Regions from separate parts of the Oryctolagus cuniculus genome. Here region 1 is linked to region 2. The links are chromatin contacts, called in public Hi-C maps. All regions are on one chromosome and are shown on one strand. The core of a region is the stretch at or near the end of the contact, and the rest is flanking DNA. Distances in the headings are between cores, read along the strand shown.

Region 1 (4,421 bases), core at 896-3,395, 690 kb after region 2:
AGATCCATTCTTCTAAAAAAATCAAGAATGGCTTTGGTGCTGTTGCCTTTTTGTTATTTGTGTGCTACTACAAGCACTGGCTTGATGAGGAGGAAATTAATGCAGGCATTTGCAAAAAACCTCAAGAGATGCAAAACTAAAATGGAATCTCAAGTCATTTTCAGTAGAAATTGGGATTCTGATGCTCACTTTTCCTCAATGAGACACAGAAATGAGCACACGAGGAACGCAAGAGGTCCTGGTGTTTTACAGCCACTACAATACATACACAAAACCCAATGCACATTTCTGTGAATGTTCTGAGCGTTCCTACTGGAAATCATGAAATGCCTTTTTTAAAAGCTTAAATAAGGGCTCACTCACATAACAAGATAATTTTTATGCACAAATAAGCGTTAGGCCTTTCAAGCAGTGTGAGGAAATCCTGGCTATCTTAATTATCTGTATTTCCTCTAATTTAAAAATCCTCATTTAGAGGACGGGGCCTTGATTTTCAAAAGTACTGCCAGCTCTGAATCAATGCGCCTCTTGTAATAAAATAAGTACTCTAACATCCTGATAAAAACAAACATCTATGTTTCCATAAAAGTCGTAGATTACTAATTTATGATGTATTCTTCATTTAAAAAAAAAAAAACCTACCAAGCATAAAAACGTTTCCCTTCTCATCAATGGCAAACTAAAATATTTTTCACACAAACACCTTCCAAGTCTACAGATTCAACCCAACGGGAAGAATGAAAAGAAAACACACACACACACACACACACACACACCCTGCCCATTCTCCACTAGGACTCTGCGCCAAAACACTCCGTGCCGGCTTAAGGAGCAGAGCAGAACACGGGGCACTCCCGGCAGCCACCGGCGCCCCGAGACCCTGCCCCGCGCTCGGTGCGGTACCCTGCCGGCGTCCCGCGCCTTCACGCCGCTCGCCCCGCGCGCGCCCAGCGGCACGGTCCCGGCCTGCCGCCTTCCGTCCCGAGGTCCCCGGGGGCTGCTGGAGGCTCCGAATCCTCCCTCCAGCCCAGTACCGCCACTTCTCAGCCCAGAGCTTTGCGAGCACGGGGGGCGGGGAGGGGGCTCTCAATGTGCCAAGAGTCCTGCAAAGGGGCCCTATCATCCCCACCACGCGCAACTTTCATTCTGATGGCCGGAACCAAGTCCACGCTGGCGGGGAGACTAAGTCGCCCAGATCCCACCCCGACTCTCCCAAACGCACAAAACCCCAACAAAATCTACCGCCTGGCACCCGAAGGGGAAGCCCCCCGGCCCCTGCCCGCGCGCGCACACGCGCCCCCGGAGCCGCGAGGCGAAGCGGCATACCTGTGCGGGCAATCCCGTCACATCCTCCGCGTCCCCGGGGGTCTCCAGCACACTCTCTGCGCAGGACACCGAGGGTTCCGGCCAATCGCGCCGAGCCTTCCGAGCGAGCCCGCGGCGGCCGGCGTCTAGGCGAGCGTCCGTCTACACTTTAAAGGACACGCCGCAGTCGCGGAGCGCTGGGGCCGAGCGCGCCGGGGCAGGGGCCGCAGCGGAGCGTCGCCGCCACATTGCCCGGTTACGACGGTGGAGCTGCGCCCTCTGCAATCCGCGCTGAGAGGAGCGGGGAATAAATAGTGGACGCAGAGGAAGGAAAAGGAAAAAGTTATGAATGAAAACAAGTTTTCTCTCTCTCTCTCCCTCTAGCTCCGGCAGGAGGCGGGAGGAGGCTGAGGTTACCATTACCTCAGGAGGGCGGACTTCCCCACTGTTAAAGTGGCAGTGCCCTCTCCCCTCGCCTCGCCGCCGCTCCCCAAACAAGCTCCGCGGCGCACGCGGGTTCTGTCCCGGGGTGGGGGGCTTCACCGCCCTCCACGAGCGCGCGCACACGGTCTTTCCCGACCCCACGTCCGAGCGCGGACTCCACCGCAGAAAGCCCGCTGGTGGCACAAGCCAGGACACTCCTGCCCCCCACCCAGGGAAACACCCCCACGAAAGCCCCCCGAATCCATCTTTCGCGTGGAGACCACAACCTGGGCCACGGCAACACCCGCTCCAAGCAACTAAGCACCGGAAGACCCTGCCTCGTCGTTGTCCTGGGCCGCGCAAGGTCGCCCCCCCACACACCCCGGCTGCCCACCCCCGAGCTCCCCCGCCCCCACCGCCCTGAGCCGCAGCCCCCAGGACGCGAGGGGCGGCGGGCGGAGCCTGCGACGCGCGGCCTCGGCCCTCCCCGGCCCTGCCCCTCCGGTCCGGGAGCCCCGCACCTGCCGCGCCGAGCAAGCCCCGCCCGCGCGCCGCCCGCCCGCCCGCCTGCCTGCCCGCGGGCGGCCGCCGCCGCGCACTCACCTAGGCCGAAGCGCTGGAGGGCAGCCAAGCCGAGCGAGCCGGCCCTGGTCTCGGTGCGGGCGGCGTCGTGCACGCGCCGCATCAACCGCGGCGCGCAGGACGAGCAGGCATCGCCCAGGCTGCAAGGAGTGGGCCCGCGCGGCCTCCCTCGCCCCCGCCGCAGCCGGGCAGGAGCGCTCCCCGCGGCCCCCTTCCGGCTGCGGACAGCAGTTCTGCGGCCGCTCGCCTTCGGCCGGGCGCGCAGACCTCTCACGGCTCCAGTCCCATCCACCTCGGGGCCGTTCCTCTGCAGCCCGACTGGCAAGAGCTAGCTAGTCAGAGTCCCTTCGGGAGGCCTCTCCGAGTCTCAGAAAAGCGAGCAGGGGCGCGGCGGAGAGAAGAGTGCGTGACGGGCCAGCTGACTGGCACGGTGTGCTCGGACCAGAGTGTACTTCTCGGGTGCCAATCGCTCCTCGCGGGGAGGGACGGAGGGGCGGCGGCCTCCTGACGAGTGAAAATCCACGTCACGGGCGTTCGAGACTTCACGGCGCCCGGGACAGGGCTCGCACAGGCGTCGGGCGGGCGGGTCGCGGAGCCGCGGCAGGCCCCGGCCGGACCCCGGAGGGCACGCGCCCGCGAGGCTGCCGCTGCCGGGTGGGGGGTAGTAGGGGGGTTGTCTGCCGCTTTGGGGAGGGGGCTGTGGAGGAGCGAAGTTTGGGGGTCCTTCTCAGAGAGAAAACAGAGACCGGCGTCGTCCCTTGTCCCCCGCACAGGCCGAGGCGCTTTCTCGGTGCCGCACGCCGGGCAAGTGGGGGGCACAGTGTGTCCGCGGGCAGCCTCTCCCGGAGAGCGCTCAGTCCCGGTCCTCCGACCCTGCGCGTCCACGGCCGGGATCCCCGCTACAGGGTTCAGAGAGAGAAACTCATGAATTTCCTTTCTCCCCAGGCCCTGGGCCGCCCGCTCCGCCGGGCCGAGGGAGCGGGGCGGGCCGCTGGCCAGCTCTCGCCCGCCGCCCGCAGCCCGCTGCCATGTGCCGCCTGTTGCTGCTGCCCGTGATTGACAGGCCGGCGCACGGTCGGCGTGTCAGCGGCGAGCCCAAGTAACATGCAGACTTGCACGTTTTTGCCCAAGTGCTTTTGCCCCCTTGGAATGCCTGGGAGTTCAGACCACGTTCAAGCAACGCCTCTGCGCACTGGAAAGCAATACACAGGGACGGGAAATTTAGGTTTTAAACCATAGCTTCTCTCGGGCTTCGGTCGCCAACAATGCCTTAAACAAACACGCAGTTGGTCCGCATACCGAGTGCCAGCCCCTCTTCGGCATAAGCGGCCCTGTGTTTCACGCGTCCGACCGCTCAGACCTTAAACTTGATACTCTTCGGTTTAGGAAAAAAAGTGAAAGGGACCCTGCTTTTTCGTTTAGTGTCAGCATTTACGTTGAGAGCATTTAGCAGTGGGAAGGCTGCTGGTGTTTTGAAATGCAACCAGTCCTCTTGGCTCTAAAGCGAGTTCAAAGACCTGTTCAGTCCTTGCAAAAGCCCACATTTCTCACCTTACCGTTCCTAAAATGTCTACGGAAGGAAAGGAAGGAACCGGCTCTTACCTAGTGCAAAGATTGCAAATTGCTTTTCAGGCACATGTACAGCGTCTGTAGCTGTTCCTTATCCAGGGCAGGGAGCTCTGTCTGCTGCTATCACTCTGCAAACCAGTGCGTGCTTTACAGAGCGAACCCACTCCCGCTCCGCAGAATTTCAGCTCCTCGCCTCCACCTCCACCTCCACGGCAGGACACGCCTCCAGTGATATCATGTGTCAATCACCCGGGCCGCCCGAAAACCTGGAACAGGATTTCCTCAACTGCTGTTTCCTCTTTCGTTTGTATGTACCAGCTTGGAGGTGTTGCCCTATTGACTCGTGCAATAAACATCCTCTGAAGCTTCGGGATTGCCTCTAAACATTCTGCAAATGCAGTCTGTCAGAAAGGAATGCATTCGAATTTAGCTATCAATCTTTCGTTACTCATCTGCAAGTGGAAGAATTGCTGGACTCCACCCTTGGAGTTGAACTAGAAAAGAACTGTGAACAACAAAAGATGAAAAAAGTTGTATGCCAA
Region 2 (4,957 bases), core at 551-3,050:
TGTTTTGTTTCTTCTGGATTTCTTCTTAAATGTCATGTTGAACATTTACAAGTATAATGAATAATATATGAGGATCTTTCAGAAATTTCATGTAAAATGGAATTAAAAGATAATCTATGATAGCTTTTCATAGTATGCACTGTCCATGAACCTTTTGAAGATCCTTTTTAAGCATATGTATTTTATTTTCAATTTTAATTTTTAGTTTTTAACAAATTAAATATTTTAAATATATTTCATAGATTTAATTCTTAGAATATGAGATATTCATTCCTCTCCCCTTTCTCCCATCCTCCCATCCCCCCCTTTCTTTCTTTCTTTTACTATTTGAGATAATAAAATATATTTTAAATATACATTACAGTACTAAGGCTTAATACTTAATAGTTCATGAAATAATGTTTAACAAGTAAAAAGTAAAAATACCCTAGTCTTGTGGGAATATAGACAATGGCAATAATTGAATGGAAAAGTGACCATTTCATCCATATATATTAAATTTTAACATAACCACAGATCATCAAAGCTATCATAATATAACACTCTTAACAATTGGTTAAGGTATTAAATAAACATATAAAATATAGTTTCACAAAATTGTATTTGCAGCAATATTGATAACACAGGTCTATCTGCCTGCCTTCCTTCCTTCATTCTTTGTTTGTTTGTTTCTTTCTAAATGTTGGCTCCCACATATAAGAGAGAACATGTGGTATTTCTCTTCCTGTGTCTGGCTTATTTCACTCAACATGATGTTATGTGTATATATTTTAAAGGACATATCTACAATAAATGTCAATGATGTATTCGATTTTTACATTATAATTACCTGGAATTTATAATATACATGTGCATAATTTTATAATTTCAAGTAAATTATATTATCAATTATTATAATTAATATCCTCATTTGACAAAACTAGAGTCGCAACTAAGATTTAAAAAGTAGTATGGGTTTCCTTATGCTCAATCTGATGGCCTTTCCACCTAATGGCATTGCTTTATCATCCATCCTTTGTGTTGTCCAAGACATGCATTTTGAGAATGGGCCAGTCTAATTCAGAAACTCTGATTCTCTTTGAATGTGTTGCAATGCATTACTAATGTCTCTTCATATGAAAATCTATCATCATATACAATAATGGATTTCACTAGAAAAAAAACTTAAATAATTAGAATAACAAATCAGTTTACAATGTTTTGAAGAGCATTTATACAAATGTGCAGATTATTTACAATGCTGAAAGTTCTCATGGGGGTATAAGCACTGCCACATGGTTTCAATAGATTGTAGAAAATGAAATCTTTAAGCAAATAATACCTTCGTTATAAAATGAGTGAAATGCCTTCATTATGAAGAGGTTCTCTACATCTTAAGGTGGAATTACTGAACTAGGCACTGATGTGTCTCAACAGCAACAAAAAAATGTACCTTCTACGCATGTTAATTTCCATCAGTAGTGGCTTTCATTCTAAATGGGAGAGGGTCTCCCTTTTCTCAGGTCGGATGTGATACTAAAAAGTGACTCCTCCCCTACTGCTTCGCTCTCAAGTTCAAAAGATTACCAGGTGGCTTATATTAATCCATAGAGTGCAAAGGGTTTTTGCCTCAATTAAATGGTACATTTCCAAATCTATTTGTGTGGGAGACTTTTGCACTGAAGCTCCTAAGTCACATTAAGAGGTGTGACTAGATTACCATTTGCCAATTAAAACTGCACCTTTCCAGCTGTCTGAACAGTGACTCAGAGTGTTAGAATGTGAGTAACATACAAAGGCAAGTAAAAGTTTCATGGTTAGTCAATTCCAATTCATTACATTTCTGTTTTAAGTAGTCATGCAAGCAGAATGTCCATTCATTCCCTGGAGATAACATTACTTCCCTTTGTGATTACTCCAAGTGGCCACTAAAGGTCACTCTTACTCCATATTTTTCAGCCCAGTTATGCAACCTGGACTCAGGTATAAAATCTGTGAACCCTCCACCTCCATCTTTGCAGTAGCAAAGGAAGCACTTGGGATAGGAATTTCAGCAAGTGAGAAGCAGAGTCAGTGTGCCCAACTTGTTTCAAATCCACCTGTAGAAGTGGTTTGACAAGAAATCTCGTGTTGCATCTCTGCACTAACGTATTTCCAGGAAAGTCAACACAATTCATATGAAGTTCATTTCAAAGTCAGTACAGGGCACGTGTGGTGCTCAATGATTATATTTTGCACCAGAATAAAAATGGCTTAAAGTTCAGTAAGCCATGTTGGGAAAATGCATTAAAGATCTCACACCCTTACTGAGTTAAATTATAACTATGCCCTTTTGAAGAAGAATGGGAGGGTTGAAATTGGCACTTGCAAAGAATTCAGGAGCTTAAAAACATCTATAAAAGTAATGGTAATACATGTAGGAGCCATGTCCTATTTGCACATAGATGGATAATTCAGGAAATGTTCATGTTTGAAAGGCTTGTTTTTCTTGGGGATGAGAGCATATTTGATCTAAATGATATCATAGGAAATTCACTTCTAAGAGCCAGTATACATATTTAATATCACTAGCCACCAAGGGCTGGATTGGAAATGGAGCCACAGGGACAAGAACCGACGTCCATGTGGGATGCCAGTGCTGCAGCCAGAAGCTTAGCCTACCCTGCTCAGCACCAGACACTAGAGCTGAATATTGAACCCAGACACTCTGAGACAGGATTCAGACATTCCAAGCAATGTTTTAACTGCTGCACCAAAAGCCAACCCAATTGACTTATTTATGAGACGTTATTTTTTTTCAGTTCTTCTTTTCTATCCCTCTTTACACACACACAGACACACAGCGAGAGAGAGAGAGAGAGAGGGGAGAGAGAGCGCGCACACACCCATGATGGGGTTACAACCTGATAAACTCATAATAATTGAAAATATTGTCGGTTAAAATTGCTCTTGATACATTTAATTTACTAAACCTAAACCTAGCTCAATCTACCTTAAACATGCTCAGAACACATATTCCCCTAGAGTGGGGAAAGATCAACCAACACAAAGCAATTTGATAATAAAATACTGAAGACCTCATGTAATTCATTGACTACAACACACCATACAACAGAGTAGCAATTGGTTACCCTTATGGTCGTGCAACTGAGTGGAAGCTGCAATTTGCTGCTGCTACCCCACTTTCCAACAGAGTATTGTACCACGTATTAGTAGGTTGGGGAAAGATCAAAATTCAATGTCCAAATGCTACTGAATGTGTATGGGTTTTGCATCAGCGTAAAGTAAAAAATTCAGAAGTTGAACCATTGTAGACCATCTGCTTATTATACATACATACATATGTATTAGCATGCAGGGCAAAATTTATACATATATGTTAGCAAATGTCAACAAAATCAACATTTTATGTTGGATAAAAGTGGCTTCTAGTTCCATTCTTGGTTCTGTAGAAAAACCAACTCTCTCCATAAGACAGGCATGAGAAAGTGTAGAACTGACTTCACATGCTTATTTCCCACTCAGATGATTTTCTTATGTTAAATGATTTTAGTTATGACTCAAAAAACTTTTCAGCTGCAAAAAATGGATTTTAATCTTTCTCTTTTGTACTTACACCAAAAAACTCAACAATAACATGAAATTTGGAGGTGTTTCTAATGGTTTGGAATGGCAGCAAGAATTATGTTATAATATGTAATTATATTTTAAAATACATTATATGTAAGTTCATGAAAATGTATATTATGAAAAAGCTGAGTATGGCTTTCGAGATTTTTATACCAAAACAAGCTTACCTTTCAATTAAATTCTCCATGAACTTTTTGAAGTTGCCTAATATTGTGTTTTTCTTGTTTTTTTTCTTCTCTTTCAAGCCCTTATTTCTCTATTTCCCACTGTTCCTTCCAACAACTTCTTGATGCATTGTCACTAAGAATCACAGTTACCTATCAGTCTGTGAGGTAACCTGGTTCAACTCTCTCCAAAGTCTTTCACCAAACTCAGTTCGACCTCCACCTTTAACCTTTTCTGCCTTTCTAGGATTCTCTGATTAACAACACCATATTCTCCACTTTACCTGCACCAAAATACACTACAATGCTAAAATAAGTATCCCATTTTATCATGACATTGCAAGTATCCCAAGTAATATCCAGATCAATGTTCTTACTGTTCAAAAATTGTTGAAATTACCAGTTTATTAAAAAGTGAAAACCAATCAGAACTCTGACAAAAATGAAAGGCACCCTTGGGGCCGGCGCTGTGGCTCACTTGGTTAATCCTCCGCCTGTGGCACCGGTATCCCATATGGGTGCCAGGTTCTAGTCCCGGTTGCTCCTCTTCCAATCCAGCTCTCTGCTGTGGCCTGGGAAGGGAGTGGAGGATGGCCCAAGTGTTTGGGCCCTGCACCCGCAAGGGAGACCAGGAAGAAGCACCTGGCTCCTGGCTTCAGATCAGTGCAGCGCCGGCTGTGGTGGCTATTTGGGGGGTGAACCAACAGCAGGAAGACTTTTCTCTCTATCTCTCTTTCTCACTGTCTAACTTTATCTGTCAAATAAAAAAAGAAAAAAAAAAAGCACCCTGGTGAAAACTGGCTGCTTTCCATAGATGCTACCATGAAATGTATTTTTCAAGAGTCAGTAATTATACACAGTGCTGTGATGTTTGTTAGTAGAAGCTGAAAGCAGAGAAGACATTAAGTAATTTGCCCAAAGTTAAATAAAATCAACCAGTGGCCGAGCTTCTGTAAGAATCCAGGCTCCTGACTTTATTTCCATAATCTTAGTCACCATTATAAAGGTTCCCATCCAAATGCTTAGTATGGCCTGGGCAGACAATGATAGGGCATTGGTTAACTTTAAGCCTATGGGAGAGAGTTGTGGGAATCTCTGCAAACAGGAAAGGGCTTGACCAAGTCATTACCAAATTGTATTCATCCTTGGGACACATCTATTCAAGTGGAAACATCTCAAGAGCT

What was found. Hi-C and Micro-C count contacts between places; a contact is called where the count stands out from the background.
Region 1: a contact with region 2 is called in a Hi-C map of skin fibroblasts, with 4 times the contacts expected there. The contact joins the promoter of SPRY1 here to the enhancer-like site in region 2. A contact is called at or near these places in 3 of 6 Hi-C or Micro-C datasets (embryonic fibroblasts, skin fibroblasts and an unstated tissue).

Annotation. Positions count from the first base shown.
Region 1 is chr8:41,315,679-41,320,099 of mOryCun1.1, forward strand. SPRY1 (sprouty RTK signaling antagonist 1) reads right to left here and starts at 2,146. Exons shown (of 3, transcript XM_070047199.1): 1 at 2,016-2,146; 2 at 1,327-1,596.
Region 2 is chr8:40,627,466-40,632,422 of mOryCun1.1, forward strand. No RefSeq gene overlaps it. Among named protein-coding and RNA genes, the nearest start is that of TRNAF-GAA, 65 kb to the right of the region's middle. Within about 2 kb of position 1,801, at least 1 of the 8 cell types and tissues checked has an H3K27ac peak or open chromatin away from gene starts, as enhancers often do.